Regions from separate parts of the Sus scrofa genome. Here region 1 is linked to region 2. The links are chromatin contacts, called in public HiChIP or PLAC-seq maps. All regions are on one chromosome and are shown on one strand. Each heading gives the region's core, a stretch centred on a gene start, on an enhancer-like site or on the middle of the called end of the contact. The rest is flanking DNA. Distances are from core to core; before and after follow the strand shown.

Region 1 (5,661 bases), core at 2,057-4,556, 160 kb before region 2:
GACAGCTGGAAAGCAGTGCTGCAAAGTTAAGTAGCCAGGAACATCCTCTGATTCTTTTTCAAACTAGGTCTTATTACATGTATTTACTAGGACACATATCAGATAAAGAACTGGACTCCATCATTATTAGCTCAGAGGAAAAGAAGAAAGGTTCATAATCTAGTTAAAGATGCAATTTCCAGAGTTCCCATTGTGGCACAGTGGTTAACGAATCCGACTAGGAACCATAAGGTTGCGGGTTCGATCCCTGGTCTTGCTCAGTGGGTTAAGGATCCGGCGTTGCCATGAGCTGCAGTGTTAGGCCACAGACGCGGCTCAGATCCCTGGATGCTGTGGCCCTGGCGTGGGCTGGAAGCTACAGCTCCGATTCAACCCCTAGCCTGGGAACCTCCATGTGCCGTGGGTATGCTCCTAGAAAAGACGAAAAAGAAAAAAAAATGCAATTGCCACACCAAACACACACACACCACCACCACCACCACCACCACCACACCACCACACCCCACCTTAATATGGTGTGTTCACACTGCAGCATTTTGGAAAGAAGTCATCTCATTCAGCATCCTGCTTCCCAGATGGGCTAGCCTCCGTCTAGTCTAGATTTTTTTTTTTTTTTTTTGAAAAGAAGACTATCTCATACTTGAAAATATTTAGGAAAGGAAATGTGTACATTTGCTCCACAAGGTACATGGAAAAGATGACATCAAAACTTCTGAGCCTCCTTCCAGCTTTAAAGTACATAGTCATGCTTTTGGAGTTCCTGCTGTGTTGCAGCAGGACCAGTGGTGTCTCTGCAGGGCCGGGTGCAGGTTTAATCTGTGCCCTGGCACAGTGGGTTAAAGATCCAGCATTGCTGCAGCTGCAGCTTAGGTTATAGCTTCAGCTCAAATCTGATCCCTAGCCTGGGAACTCCATGTGGCCAGGCATCAGATCCAAAAAAAAAAAAAAAAAAGGAAAAAAGACCTCACTGAGAGAGTAGCATTTGAAGAAAGTCATGGAGGAGGGGAGGTGATACAATGGTGGCATGGTGGCCCTTTAGGTACAAAGTAAATAAAGCCCCCCCTTTGTGGCATAATTTCAGGGTAAGCCCTTTTTATCTCCACATGTTCGAATCATGATCCCTAAAATGCTGTTATTAGTAATACACACGTAGGTTCAAATGCTAAAATGAAAACTAGACAGCTGAAAAGTATTAAAACCTTTGGATGAATTTGTTCTTCTGATATTTTGTAGGTTTTAGCAAGGGTGGAGAGTGAGGTGATCGAACAAGGGGAGGTATGCATGACGGTAACAGTTTCGGGAAGCGCAGGGAGCGTGAACTTGACATGAAGGCCAGGATTGTCACTGCTGGGAGCAGCATTGAATGTTCCTTGGGAAGTGCTCTCATTTTGCCAGCTCTGCCCACGCCTGTGTTGCCCAGTCCTGGGAATGATCCTGGGGCTCTCAGCCAATTCCTCTCAACCATAGCATTAAAGCAGGCTCCCTAGGAATGCAGGAAGCAGGCTGATATGTGGTTTAATAAGGTCTCTCCCAAAAGGCTCGGAGTGTTTGGAGTTGTGCTGCAGGTAGTCATATAAAAGGGGATGCACAGGAAAGCAAGTCTGAGACTTGCAGCCCTATTAGTCTATTGTTAATTTAACAGCTCTCAAAAAAAAAAAATAAATAAATAAAAATAAATAAATAAATAAATAAACGAGCCAGGAAACTCTGAAAGTCTCCTCCTTAATCAGTGCAGGAAAGCAGCATCATTTATGATGACATTCGCCTCATCTTTTGAAATGAGATTATCCCCTGCGTCTGTATCTTAGGTGTACCTTTAGTCCTATTATTTTAATTGTCAAAAAATATTTCTGACTACTCAGCCATAAAAAGACTGAAATAATGCCATTTGCAGCAACATGGATGGACTAGAGACTCTCATACTGAGTGAAGCAAGTCGGAAAGAGAAAGGCAAATACCGGAGTTCCCGTTGTGGCGCAGTGGTTAACGAATCCCACTAGGAACCATGAGGTTGCAGGTTCGGTCCCTGCCCTTGCTCAGTGGATTAAGGATCCAGCGTTGCCATGAGCTGTGGTGTAGGTTGCAGACGCGGCTCGGATCTCGCATTGCTGTGGCTCTGGTGTAGGCCGGCGGCTACAGCTCCAATTGGATCCCTAGCCTGGGAACCTCCATATGCTGAGGGAGCGGCCCAAGAAATGCCAAAAAAAAGACAACAAAAAAAAAAAAAAAGAAGAGAAAGACAAATACCATATGATATCACTTATATCTGGAATCTAATATAAGGCACAAATGAACCTTTCCACAGAAAAGAAAATCATGAACTTGGAGAATAGACTTGTGGTTGCCAAGGGGGACAGGGAGAGAGTGGGGTGGTTTGGGAGCTTGGGGTTGATAGATGCAAACTATTGCCTTTGGAATGGATTCACAATGAGATTCTGCTTCTGTAGCACCGGGAACTATGTCTAGTCACTTACAATGGAGCATGATAATGTGCAAAAATAGAATGTGTACAGGTATGTGTAACTGGGTCACCGTGCTGTACAGTAGAAAAAAAAATTGTATTGGGGAAATAACAATTTAAAAAAATTTTAAAAAGTACAATTATTCACACACACACAAAATGTTTCTGTAGACAGGAGCTTGAGACCATGCATCATACTCAGATGTCTACAGGGAACTGACACTAGCAGGTAGGGACTGGTGGGGACTGAGAAGCACTGGAGAGTCCCTGCCTCTTACCTCCAGGGAGTGTTACCAGTTCGGAACAAGAGTTCAATGTTGCTAGTATTTCCCTATTTTCTTTTTTTAAATTTTTTTCATTTTTTGGCTGCATCCACAGCATATGTAAGTTCCTGGGTCAGGGATTCAATCGGAGCCACAGCTTTGACCTATGCCACAGCTGCCAAGACAATGGATCCTTAACCTGCTGCACCACAGCGGGAACTCCGAATTTCTGATCTTTCAACAGAAGGTGGAAATCCAAATTTTTAGGCCAAACCTTCTGATTTTTAAACACTGGCCCTCAATTCAAGATAGTTAATCTACTGTGCAGGCTGGTTTATGAGCTCTGATATAAACAGAATTTTTGTCCATTGTGGAACACGATAGCAAAGGTAGGCAGGGGAGGGACAGCTGATCGACCTGCCAGTTTGAGAAGGTCACACTTTTAGAGAGCTGACCCCTTTGCCAAGATTCTGCCTCATGTAGTTAACCAGTTATCCTGGAAAAACTGGTAACCTCTGGTCATCCTGGTGGCGTGGGCGGGAGAAAATGCTGAACAGAGATGTCCTGGGCCTGGATCCTAGTGTTGCTTCTTTCACAAACTCACCGCGTCACCTTGGGTGGATCCCTTCAGCCCCTTGTGGTTTAACATCCGTTTCTGTAGGATAAGGAGCTGGACTTCTTTGATTTTCAGAATGTCCCCTTCCAAGCCCAGAAAGTCTTCAGAGATGGCTCTGAGGGGTGGGGAAGGGCAGGGGATCCCAAAGTTCACAAAAGGCTACTCAGCCTTTGTTCTGTTTTTCCCTCGGAAACTTCTGCTTTTCTGTGTTTTAGATCTTGAGCTTCTGGAAAAAAAAAAAAACAAAAAAACTTTTTATAAAGAAAGAGTTCCCCCACCTTCAAAAGAGTTTCAAAATCCTTCAATTAGCTTATCGGTATCGCTAAGATGTTATTAGGTGAGGTTTGCCAACTCTACAGGACCTGCAGCTCATCGGAATGATAGAGCTTTTCTCCATTCGCCTACCAGTGCTTATCTGGTTATACTTGGTGGCAGCAACCATCTCCGGCATAAAGAAATCAAGTCAACAAATAGTTGGGGACAATCTGACACATCGCCAGTTCCATAGCTTATTTGGCGGGATTTAAGAAAATCTTTGTTTTGGTGAACAGATAGGTTCTTGTTGTGATACCATATTGCTCATAGACAATCGATTTGCTACTAAATAAGCTTGTCCTGGGTCATATGATTTCATACATTCTATCAACGTTTCACAGTAATCTGCAGCTTCCTGGGGCTCTGCCACTGGAACAAATCTGAAAATCACTCAACTGGCTTTTTTAAATTAGTTATAATTGGAGTTCACCAGTGGCTTAGCAGGTAAAGGATCTGGCATTGTCACCGCTGTGGCTCAGGTCACTGCTGTGGTGCAGGTTCGATCCCTGGCTTGGGAACTTCCATACACCACAGGCACTGCCCACCCTCCCCCTCCAAAAAAAAATTAGCTGTAATTCATTGATAACCTAGTATGTGCTGATTTTATGTATATCCCCTCTAAGCTTTAGATTATTTACACTGCAAAGGGTAAACCTCTGTTTTAATCTCTTTTTGACTAATAAAGAAAGAAACTCGATCTGGGTGAGGTTAAAGACTTCCGTGGATCACAGAGGATCCTCACCCACACCTGTCCCAGCATCTTCGCAACCAGACAGCCTCTAATGTGGCTTCTAACCTTGAGAATTAGGAGTCGGGAGTTCTTTTGTGCTAAGCTGTCCTAGGATCACTGCAAAACTGCTTTCAGCTTTCAACTTTGCAGATCCTCTTATCCCCTGAAACTCCTGAACGGAGGTTTTGTTAACTCCTAGCTATGCAAGGTTATTGTCCTGATTTTGTAAGGGGCAATAAAATAGTAATAATAAATAATAATAAAGTAAGAGGGTCTCGTTTAAATAGTCCCCTTCATGACCTGGATGTCTTCAGCAGGAGATGAAAGAACTTCAGATCTGGGGGGTGGGAACAGACTTTTGGGGATGAATAAGTGGACTTTTCATGTTATTTCTGTATGTGGCTCAGGTGGGTTTTTCCTGTAGCAAAGGAAACGACTTTCCCTGTTGGGGTGACCTACCTGCTGTTCTGATCTGATGGATTCAGTTTCCCTAGTGGACAGTTTGTTGTTATTGTTGCTGCTGAGCACATAGTATGTCCTAGGTAAATATTTCTAACAACTGTAGTCACCGGAATTTTTTTTCTTAAAAGTTCACCTTTAAGGAGTTCCCAGTGTGGCTCAGTGGTAATGAACCTGACTAGTATCCATGAGGACGCTAATTTAATCCCTGGCCCTGCTCAGTGGGTTAAGGATCTGGTGGTATTGCCATGAGCTGTGGTGTAAGTTGCAGATGTGGGTTGGATCCTGTGTTGCTGTGGCTGTGGCGTAGGCCAGCAGCTACAGCTCCAGTTCAACTCCGAGCCTGGGAACCTCCATATGCTGCAGGTGCAGCCCTAAAGAGACGGAAAAAAAAAAAGTTCATCTCTAAGACAGAAGACCAGTACTTCTCATTTGCATACTGCAACATTTTCAGAGAATGTTTGTGAACATTATCAATAAGAAATAACCAAAATGTGAGGCAGACAGCAGCAATGTTTGATACTCATTTCACAGGCCAGAAAAACTGCTGATCATTCATTCAGTTGGCAAATGGGAGAGCCTGGACCGTAATACAGATGTTTCTACCTCTGCTCCTGGGTTCGTTCCATTTCACTACAGTCATTTGGCTTTTGTAACTGGAGGGGAAACCAGTTGACTTTCAGCATGAATCTAGTTTTTGTTTGCAACTCTGATGGTGAGTTTGAAAAAGAAAGATAAGAACCAGTTTATTAATTGCACAGCTTGAGAAAAAAACAGCAATAACCATTGTTTCCCTTTAAGAAAAAAAAAAGTAGAG
Region 2 (5,343 bases), core at 480-2,979:
CTCTGCCACCTGGCTAAAGCAGCCCACCAGTCATTCACTATTATTTAGCCGTATTTTATCTCATTAATGATGCCTTGTGAGTTTTGAAAATTATATTTATTTTTAAATTGTCTTTCTCCTCTCATTACAATTTAAGCTGATCGAAGGTGACGTGTGCTGTTTTATTGAATACTGTGTTCCTAACCCCTAGAATCTGAGACGTCGTAACACCACAGAGTAGTATTTGTTGACTAATTGGTTCTTTTTCCTTGGTCTGACTGCATTTGATCCCCCTGTGATTTCCCAGGAACTGTGATCTGGGGATTATCCTCTTTTATTAACCTGTTCCTCTCTGGCTTCTCATTTGGATTTTAACATGTTTACATCTCCCTCAACACACACACACACACACACACACACACACACACACACACACACACACCACTTTTGGACCTACCATGTTATTATTGTCCTTGATTTCACAGCCAGACTTTTTTTTTTTTTTTTTTTTTTTTTTTTGTCTTTTTTTGTTGTTGTTGTTGTTGTTGTTGTTGCTATTTCTTGGGCCGCTCCCGCGGCATATGGAGGTTCCCAGGCTAGGGGTTGAATCGGAGCTGTAGCCACCGGCCTATGCCAGAGCCACAACAACGCGGGATCCGAGCCTCGTCTGCAACCTACACCACAGCTCACGGCAATGCCGGATTGTTAACCCACTGAGCAAGGGCAGGGACCGAACCCGCAACCTCATGGTTCCTAGTCGGATTCATTAACCACTGCGCCACGACGGGAACTCCCCACAGCCAGACTTTTAAAGAACTGTCTTTGCTATCTCCTTTTTCTCCTCTCACATGCACTATACATTCCACTGCCATCCAGCTTTTACCCACCTTCCCCCTCACTCCACCACCTACTTTAAGAAGTTCTTCACTCACATCCTTCCTGCTAAATTTGATGGATATATCATGTTTGTCTTATTTACCTTTCTTGACTACTTCCTTCTTCTTAGAATGCTGCTGTAACACCATTCTCCTGTAGATCTTCCTTTTCACTTTCTGCTTGCTGCCTTTCATTTTCAGGCTTCTCTTGTACTTGTCTCCTAAGTGTCTCCACATAGGCCCTCATTTCTTGTCACTTAACTCTTCTTGGGTGTTCTCACTTCTGCAGTGTCGATTTTTATTTCTGTACTGATGATTTCCACATCTGTCTCTGGCCCACATCTCTCTTCTAAACTTAAGATGTGCATTTCTTTAATGTCTCTAGGCCTTTGCATTCTTGCTGGAACATTGTGTTTCCCCATGTCCACCATTCTCCCTCTCTTACTGCTTAGCTGACATCAACTCAGCCTCCCTGTCCTCTCAAGTCTGGGTTAGACTCAGAGTACCCTGTCACAGCACTCATCACACAGTACTGCCAGTGCCTCTTTAGAAGGGCACGGGTATGTCTGTCTTACTATTGCCATTATTAGCAATTACTGAATAATTTTAAATCTGTTTTGAATGGGTCATCCAGCCTGGGGAATTTAAAGAAGACTTTAAGTAAGAGATAACACATAAATTGAATCTCTAAAAACAGAAATCACCAACAGAAATTTGCGCCTTATTGTATTCCTTTCCTTTTCCTTAGCAGTCAACAGACACTTAACTGAGTATGGGGCTTACATTTAAACCAAGCGGTATGTACTGAGCCTTTTACTCTCTAGGAGCCAGAAAGCCTTCCACCTCAGATGTCGCTATGGTTTGTGCTTAGAGTGCCACCTGATGGTGGAAAACAGAAGTACAGTATCTGACCCTCTTTATTTCCCTTCCTTGGGGAGCCCATCTCTAGTGTTCTTTCCTCTTTCCTTTATCTTTCTCTGTTTCTCCTTTGTTTAGTGCTAGCCAGGAATGCAGTCAAAAATAAATATCTTTTAACTATATTTTTCCTTATATATTTTTTAACTTTTGCCATATCACAGGAAAATCACTCTTCCTCTTTTCTTTTGCTGCACTAAGCAAAAATATGATTATGACTCTTCTGTTTTAAAAATATAGTGAAGTGTACAATTAAAGTACTGAAAATTTTCTTTTTGTCTCCTGACAGAACATTATGAAAAATAAATTTTTTTCCATTTTTTTATATTTTACTTATAAAACATCTAAGTCTATTTTTGTTGTGATGTCTTTTATTGTAACTATATTAGTGGGCAGGTACTGGGTTTGTGGACTAGCCTAGGACCATTTATCAGTTTATATCTGTATGAAAATTTATTTTGCATTCCCAAAGACAACCAACTTACAAATGAACTTTTGCCACACAAATTAGTTGTAAGTAGGAAACTCCCCATTTCTTCACATCTGTAGGCCTTTGTTAATTAATTTATGAAATTTATGGTGTCAAGGTGAAGGAGTGAAATTTCATTTGATGTAATGTATATAATTTTTAAAATTAAATCTCCGAGTCTTTGAAAATCCATAATTCATGAACGATATGGGGAAATTCTCAGGTAGAATATTTGATTCCCTGAGGTAATTTACCCAATCGAATCTCTACCTCTCCTTTGACTGTTGAATACAATATAAGAATGATATGAATTTATATAAAAATTAATGATCCCTATTTTTTAATCCTTATCAAACATTATTAGCTCTATGCTAAACTAAAGGAGACAATGGCTTGAATCACTGGTAAAGAAATGAACATTTCAGTCCTTCTGTACATGACATCTTTTCCTTGTTAGAGGTGTTATATGTGTTACTTGCAGAATGTTTCTGGGAAAACAAGAATTTCAAGTGAGAAGCAAAGTAAAAGAAAATTGTGTGTATAAAATTATAAGTGCTATGTTCTTTTATACTAATGAAAGCAGCCAAATTACCAAAGCATCATGGATTTAGCATTCTAATTTTTAATACCTTATTACATTATCATTTTGTGTCATGGTATTATATACAGCAAAAAATAGCACGTGGAGCATTTTCATCAAATTACAAGTCAGAAACTTGCATTTTCCTTTACCTGTGAGCAATGCTTAATTTTCAGTGTGATTTTCCTAGCAATGGGGGTCTAAACGAGACATGACTTGTTTTATAGCCTGGAGTAGTTCATTTACTTTTTTAGGGCCTTGGTCTCCTCGTACACAAAACGAAATATTTGAACCAGATGATTCATGCCAAGTTGTTTGCTGACATGAGACAAATTTCTGATAGAACCTTTTGTCTATATCTGAAGGAAATCAGTGAAGACTGTATCATTCCTTAAGAGTAAAGTAAACCTTTTGCATCTTAGCTCTCCTGTTGTGCTTAAGAATCTCTGGCATAGGCCGGTGGCTACAGCTCCTATTCGACCCCTAGCTTGGGAATCTCCATATGCTGCAGGAGCGGCCCAAAGAAATAGCAAAAAGACAAAAAAAAAAAATTCTTATGAGTTCCTGTTGTGGCTCAGCGGGCTAAGAACCTGACCTTGTCTCTGGTAGGAGGCAGGTTCGATCTCTGGCCTCTCTCTAGTGGGTTAAGATCCAGCATTGCCACCAACCGTGGTGTAGGTCACAGATGTGGCTTGGCTCCGGCATTGCTGTGGCTGTGTTGTAGGTCAGAAACTAAAGGTCCAATATGACCCCTAGTCCAGGAACTTCCATTTGCTGGAGGTGTGGCTGTAAAATAAATAATAATAACAATAGTAATTCATTTTATGGTTTTCGTTGTTACTGTGCAATTTTGTAATTATAATTGGTGGTAATTGTGGAAAATTTTTTTTAAATGAAATAAAATGTTATCCTATTTTTCTTGAATACCAGAAGACTTTTTAGAAGCTATGTAAAATTTTGCCTTCTCTTGGATTTATTTATAGTAACTCATAAAATCATATCATAATTTTCTATTTTTTAAGTGACATTGATGTTTGGGTCCCAGAACCAGACCACTCAGAAGTTCCTGCTGAATGGTGGGATTTTGATGCCGATAAGTCACTCCTTATTGGAGTTTTTAAACATGGTAAGTGAGAAGTAAGGTAGGTAGAGTCTTTCTACATATAATACAATTCAGCTCCTTTTCAATGTATTGATTTCCACTTATAGCTTTATTCCAATGACACCTGTATTGTTATATACATTATATATGAGGCATACACTCTCAAACTGTTTCAGTCACTAAATTTCCTCATGAATGGGTGGCATATGTGACCTGCCCCTCCTGGACCCAAGTCTCATATTAATGTCCTCTCTTGGGAAGGGTTTTTATATAAGATATGCTGGTGTGATCACTTTTTCCTTTTTTTCATTTTAACTGGTAAATTTAATCTAGATTTTTAAATACACATATTGTCTGACCATGTGATATTTGTAATAATTTCTGGAAAACAGGTGTGTAACCTATGTCACTTTAATACATGGTCCCTTTAGTCTAGGAATATCATCCATCACAAATACGAGGACTGCTTATATTTGTACATTTTAATTCTTTCTATCCTTTTGACTTTCATAATTGGTGATCCCTTCAGGTTATGAAAAATATAACACTATCCGAGCAGACCCAGCATTGTGCTTCTTGGAAAGAGTGGGGAAACCTGATGAGAAAGCAGTTGCTGCAGAACAGAGAGCTAATGATTATATGGATGGGTACGTGCATTTCAGAGTCATGAATTCTTGCTATATCTCTATCAACATCAACATATCCTATGTCAGTATGTTTTTCTTTCAATAATGTAGTAGCAAAAGAATTGGAGTTTACAATCCAAAAGAGCCAATGACACTCTAATTCATTTGTCCAACAGAGTGTGATAAAGGGAGAGACTGGGTTTTCCACACACCCATTCTTTTTGATGTTATTCACATTATTATATATGTATATTTTGTCCAGACCCACGGCATCTGGAAGTTCCTGAGCCAAAGATCGAACCCACACTACTGTAGTAACCAGAGCTACTGCATTGACAACACTGAATTCTTAACCCACTGAGACACAAAGAAACTCCCCATTTTTACATTTTTAATGGTCATGGCAGTTAAGACCATAAAATTTTAGGGGCATAAAAGGGAAGAAGAAAGAAAGCTAAGCATATTATGGTTGAAGAGAAATATAATGTTCATTATACCTATTATAAGGCTTTTATGAATATCTTTCTTTGCTTACCAAAAGAGAAAAGTAAGAGTTCACGTTGAGGTTAATAGTACCATATTATGAGTGAACTTAGGAGTAAGAGTAAGTTAGAACTAGTTTTCTCTGACTTGCAATGTAATAGCCTTCATGCCCATAGGTTTGGGCTCCTTTGGCTAAAGAACAGAGACTTAAGTCTGACCTCCCTTTAAAATACACTAAAAAGTCCTTCCAACAATACTCTATCTGTTTGTCCTGCCAAGAGGAATTTTAAGATCAGTACAATAATCATAGCGTT

What was found. HiChIP or PLAC-seq counts read pairs in DNA pulled down with a chosen protein or histone mark.
Region 1: an H3K27ac HiChIP or PLAC-seq map of alveolar macrophages shows a contact between it and region 2. The contact joins two enhancer-like sites. A contact is called at or near these places in 1 of 5 promoter capture datasets (liver), 7 of 47 Hi-C or Micro-C datasets (alveolar macrophages, blood, embryonic fibroblasts and 3 more) and 1 of 2 datasets of contacts at active chromatin or transcription factors (alveolar macrophages).

The regions. Positions count from the first base shown.
Region 1 is chr6:32,025,861-32,031,521 of Sscrofa11.1, reverse strand. All of the region lies in intron 1 of CHD9 (chromodomain-helicase-DNA-binding protein 9), which reads left to right. Among named protein-coding and RNA genes, the nearest start is that of CHD9, 43 kb to the left of the region's middle. Within about 2 kb of position 3,306, at least 1 of the 83 cell types and tissues checked has an H3K27ac peak or open chromatin away from gene starts, as enhancers often do. A contact at or near this core is called in alveolar macrophages, where this site is marked.
Region 2 is chr6:31,866,462-31,871,804 of Sscrofa11.1, reverse strand. It overlaps CHD9 (chromodomain-helicase-DNA-binding protein 9), which reads left to right. Exons shown (of 40, transcript XM_021094174.1): 26 at 3,841-3,944; 27 at 4,450-4,567. Among named protein-coding and RNA genes, the nearest start is that of RBL2, 67 kb to the right of the region's middle. Within about 2 kb of position 1,729, at least 6 of the 83 cell types and tissues checked have an H3K27ac peak or open chromatin away from gene starts, as enhancers often do. A contact at or near this core is called in alveolar macrophages, where this site is marked.